Linked DNA regions of Rattus norvegicus: region 2 is linked to region 1. The links are chromatin contacts, called in public Hi-C maps. All regions are on one chromosome and are shown on one strand. The core of a region is the stretch at or near the end of the contact, and the rest is flanking DNA. Distances in the headings are between cores, read along the strand shown.

What was found. A called contact is a pair of places that touch in the nucleus more often than the background predicts.
Region 2: a Hi-C map of mammary epithelial cells shows a contact between it and region 1, with 2.0 times the contacts expected there. The contact joins the enhancer-like site here to the promoter of Rnaseh2b in region 1. A contact is called at or near these places in 2 of 12 Hi-C or Micro-C datasets (Schwann cells and mammary epithelial cells).

The regions. Positions count from the first base shown.
Region 1 is chr15:40,715,900-40,718,606 of GRCr8, reverse strand. It overlaps Rnaseh2b (ribonuclease H2, subunit B), which reads right to left and starts at 1,348. Exons shown (of 11, transcript NM_001007007.1): 1 at 1,278-1,348. The coding sequence starts at 1,338.
Region 2 is chr15:40,811,720-40,814,426 of GRCr8, reverse strand. It overlaps Gucy1b2 (guanylate cyclase 1 soluble subunit beta 2), which reads left to right. Exons shown (of 16, transcript NM_001270711.1): 7 at 326-437; 8 at 1,656-1,759. Among named protein-coding and RNA genes, the nearest start is that of Gucy1b2, 32 kb to the left of the region's middle. Within about 2 kb of position 1,331, at least 62 of the 93 cell types and tissues checked have an H3K27ac peak or open chromatin away from gene starts, as enhancers often do. A contact at or near this core is called in Schwann cells, where this site is marked.

The DNA of each region.
Region 1 (2,707 bases), core at 99-2,598:
TTAACCAAACACCTTCAGTGAGAGTATGGCTTAACTGGAACTCTTTATGGGCAGCTGGAGTCAGTATGAATCGGTATCAACCACTTCAGAAAACCATTTTGCAGTACTAAAGAAACAACAAGCACCCAAAAGCAGCTTCCACTCCAGGATACAGACACTCAGAAGAAACGAACGTCAATGTCCACCAACAGCCTCAAAAGAACACTCAAAAGAAGTGTAACTCCTAATAGCTGCAAACCAGAAACACCTAGAGTCACCCATCCTCAGGAGAGAAGTATTGATATGTGTACAACCAGAATCAACCAACCAAACCTTTGGTGCTGACCACGTGTTTGGATCTGGTAGCCATGATACTGAGGGAAGGAAGACAGATACAAAAGGCACAGAGGTTAAACAGGCAAAACTAACGTGATGGCAGAAAGGCCGGGCTTCTCTTCTTGATCAGCAGCATACCAGGTTCAGTTGGGTGAGCTACATTCCCGAAATCCATACACTTGACTGTGCTAACTCTTTACACAGGACAGAAGCTATGTATTCAAAATAAGTGTCAGGTTGTTACATCAAGATTATAAAAAAAGATGATTATACCCTGGTGAAGTCTATTTGCTGTAAAAATGCTCTGTATTTGCTAAGCTAAAACACAAAGTTAAAGTGACTAGGGTGTTTTCCTCTTTACCCATATTGTAACGTCACATGTATCATCTGTAAAATGAATGTTTCTGGCTTGCATTCCCTAACCTAAATTTATTTCACTTGCCCTCCTCATATGGCACCGGCTGTCCCATGCCGCCACATGCCCTCATAGCTGGTCACTATCTTCAGGGATACTAAATGACTTTGTTATGGAATTGCTTCAAACCACACTCAGCTAAACCCTATCCAGGCTCCCTTAAGCCTGGCCACCCAAGCCTTTCCAGAGCAGCAGAGCTGCTCAGCATGAGACTACTGGATCTCTGGTTTGGAGCCGGAAGGATTCTAGACGCTGAACTGCAGACACCTAGTAATTCCCAGGGGCAGCAGAGTCCCCAGAACCCCAACCCTCCGCAGGCCGAGTGGCCAGGCCCGCCCCAGGGAATCAGCGCAAACTCTCCCTTCGCTTCCGGGTTTGGAGTTTCCCGCGTGTTGTGACACGTGACCAGGATGCATTGCAAAGTGCGGGTCGCCGAATCCCCGCCCGCCAGGAACTCGCGGACCGGTGCTGGCCTGGGCAAAAGCCACAAGCCGCCGCCGCCGCCGCCGCCACGAGTGCACTCGGCCCACGCGCCGACCGCATTTACCTGGAAGTAGGAACACTAGCTGCCTAGCAGCCAAGTCCCCGCGGTCCCGACCTCCGGCCATGTCGCACGCCGCCGGAAGTGGCGCCGAGGGGCTGTTCAGTCCGGACCACCAGCCTGCCTCCGCTTCCGGGCCCGCCCGCTCGGCTTCCTCTTTGAAATCTGCGCGGGCCCCGGAGGCTGTGGAGGTTGAGGAGCTCCGCGGCTTTCTCACTCTCAGTCTGCCGATACTGCTCGTGGGTGTATTTCACACACTGAGATTCCCAGTGCATGCGAGCAGTCTTCAAAATGGGTTTGGGCCAATTTGATAGTTAAGGTAATTCTTTAAGATACAACGCAAAATATATTTATAACTTGGGGTTCAACATATGTACTTGTTATTTAGGATAAATATTTATTTTAGTAACAAGACTTAGTTTAGGATTTGACACAGGGTCCACCACCTAGCCAAGACTGACCTTCAAAATAAGACGCCCTGGCGGGCTTTGAATCCTGGATCAGAAACCTCCCAAGTGCTGGAATGTCATGTGCAAAAGTGGATATCTGGTTTTTGTCTCGTTGCCTAGGGCTCACTCAGGGACAATAGAAAAAGGAATTACGCCCTGACTAGGGAGATGAAGAGCAAATTCATCTCTCAAAGGCTCAGCTACCTATCAGAGATGGAAGCTTGTCCTAAACTTTCTGGGCAGAATATGCACTTGTGTTCATTGTTATCCAATCTAGTAGCATTTTGTAGAGGGAGCAATGGGAGACACATTTAACAAAAATAAGGTCTGAGTTATAGTATAAAGGTGGCTAAAGCTTTTAAGAAGTGGTAACGGCCCATGATACCAGAAGTTGGCCTGGATCTTAAGACATGCTAAAATTATCCCATTAGGCATGAACCCCTTAAAAATACCCACCTTTGACCAGACTATTCTAAGACCATAAAAAATAAGACCAAGCAGGAACATGTCATGATTTTTCTCAGACAAAAGCAAAGTCAGTATTACTTGTTCAGGCCACAGTCCCAGCACTTGGCCACAGTGAGAACTGCTGCTTTACCCAGCTCTATTCTGTGCTAGTCTCCCCTAGCTGTGGATAAGAGTCATGAAGATGAAGCAGGATACACAGACAGAAGAGGATACTGGAGGAAAGGTTGTCTGTCCCCTGGGACCTGCTTTACTTTTCATGCTAGCTGAGAATTAAGACTTTTGACCCAGTTGGACCTCAGTAGGCAGAGGTGTTACAAGATTAATATGCCCAGCTACAGGAAATGCTCTTTAATGTGTGTGTGTGTGTGGGGGGGGTGTCTAATGCTCAAAGAGGAGCCTTAAATAGAAGGCGTTGTTAGCTTATATTCATTTTAGGCTTATGCATTTCACATTTATGTATTTCATACATTTTTCAGGTTCCAACCCCAGGTTACACTTTAACAACTTAAACAGAAATGG
Region 2 (2,707 bases), core at 82-2,581, 96 kb before region 1:
TTGAATTTAGTCAGGGACATAGTCTCGGAGCAACACATAGGGAAGCATGGGCCTCTAAGCATTCCCTGGAGATCTTGCAAAAATATTTCACCACCTTTGGTAGGAAAACAGCGTGGGGATTAAGTCGTGAGTGCACCTTAGAGTTCCTGGCTCTTGGTAGAACTCATGTTGTAAGCATTCACACTATCTGTCCAGCCGCCATCATGCTTCAGTATACAAAGACAGCTCAGCGGCAGCAGCAGCAAGAGGCAGGGCCTGGAGGCAGGGCCTGTTCATCTCCGGTCCTGTGACCAGGTACCTGTATTTCATTTCCATCCCCCTGCAGGCTCTCCAGGGAACACTCCTTCGGATGAAGGAGAGATATTTAAACATCCCTGTTTGCCCTGGGGAGAAATCTCACTCAACTGCTGTGAGGGCATCGGTCCTTTTTGGAAAAGGTAAGTGGGCTGCTCTGCTGCTCCAGCTCTGGGATGAGGACCGATGCCAGGTCTGCAGGGGAGGAGACTCATACACAAGTAGGGCAAAGCTTCCTGCAATTTCAAAACCCCTGATTCCTGCAGAGCTAGGATTTGGCATCTGTGGTTTTAACTTTAAAAAAAAAAAATCAGCTTCTAACTCGCCACAAATCAGCTCTTTTGTTTGTGCTGGGTGACATGGAGACACTGTCATCTCCGTAATCAGGAAAGCCACTAGCTTGGACTCAGTCCCAGATACTGACTGTGACGCAGAGGCTGGGCACAGGCATACTGGCCACAGTGAATTCTGCATTGCTTCTGGACTCCCGACCTTGACTGGGATGTGTTTCTGGACTGGAAATCAGTGGCTAACCACAGCTAGCCAGCAGTACAAAGGACAGAGGGCAAGCACTGAGAAAGTGCATTTGTGTCTCTGAGAAGCTGTGACTTGAGACAATGCAGTCCCCTCCAGCTTCCCATTCACAAAGTGAAGGTGGGAAGCTCATCACACCGGGTCTTTGGGCTCTGAGCCAGCCTGCCAGCTAGTTCCTAACTCTCAAGTCTGAATCAGAGCTCTGACCCAGTGGAAGAAGGGAGCTAGATGCTCCTTGTCATGGCCTGGTAGGTCAAATGACAGGCATCTGGGTGAAGGTCTGCAGGGCTCAAAGAGCTGCATTCTGAGTCCTTCAAGCTGTAGCAAACACAGTTGACATCCTTTGTCTAGGAGATTTTCATATCAAAAAGGCTCCATTGAGAATCTGCAACCCCTGCCAAATGGGGCTGTTGGTTAAATTTTCACGTGCCACCCTAAACTGTCAGTCTAAGAAGCTCTATGGCAAACGTCCCCAAGGCCGGGCCCAGCACACACTCGCTTCTCTTCTGACTCATTGTCTGCTTGTCACCGTTCAATGCCAGCTCTGTTTTCATGGTGAGACATACTCAATTGGCCCAGAAACGAACTCTTCAGCGATGGGCAGAAACTTGGCAGGGGGCAGGAGGGCTTCTCAACCTGGTCTCAAATTTTCTGTTTGTTTTAATTTGGACAATAATTGCGGTGGCCATCTGGAGAAGCTGAGGGAGCCTGTGCTAAAGAGTGGGAATCACACTTAGCCTGTGACGCACTTAAGATTCTAACCCTGTCGGAGCAGCTCTGGGAGGGCCGCTCAATAGGGCTTTCTCTCTCTCTCTCTCTGTATCCAGGGCCCCTCAGGGACACCTTCCAGCCCGTCTATCCTGAGAGACTATGGGTCGAAGAGGAGGTGTTCTGTGATGCTTTTCCTTTCCACATTGTCTTTGATGAAGCAGTAAGAGACCCTTTCCCTCAGAAGCTTGGGATAGGGGATAAATCAGTATGGGGGGGGGAGGTCCAGTTCACCACCATTGTGTCTGTTAGGTCTTAGATCCCTGAGTTCATAGGTTTAAGGCCCTGGAGGGTCCCCTGACTTTATGTAATAGACTCATCTGGAATTCATGATCCTCTTAAGGTAAACATTGCAAGGACGTTGAACTATGAATAAATGGGAAAGTTTACGATGAGAAAGAAAAGCTGGAGGAAGACTTTAAAATTCACCCCAGAAAGACACATCAGACTACAGCCTACATAACCATGGTCCTAACAGTGACCTGCCACTCACTCCCTGTGACTGCAGCAGATTCTCAATCCCACTGTGCTTCATTTCCTACAGTTTAGTAGAGTTTGCTGCTGTGTTCTATGGTGGGGGCTGTGAGCATGATCATTTACATTTGATTGCTATCAAGTTCCCAGGATAAAAATATCTTTTTTTTCCTAGAGCTTTCGTGTGACAGCACACATCCATAATCCTAGTACTCAGGAGGCTGAGGCAAGAGTTCGCGGTCAGCATGGCCTACATATCGAGAGACAAAGCAAACCAGATATAGTATAGATGATATAGACATGGGAACTGAGGCGACTTTTAAAAAATTTACCTGAAGGGCATTTGGGCAAAACGAATTCAGTCAAAATTGCCAGTTAAAATATTTAGCCACTATAAATTTCTCTAGCGTTTATTGGAACTCATATGCACATTACCTGCCAGCTGACTACAGCAGAAACTCAATGACAGGTGACTCACCTAAGGATAGTATCTTCCCTCAGAGAAGTGATGGTATCACCATGCTAAGTAAACACCCCTAGGCGGAAAACACAAGTGTAAGTCAATGAATGCTTCTCCAATGTTACAAGATTCTTACTACTTGTGCTATTAATGTTTTCAATCCAACCTGCTCTAAAT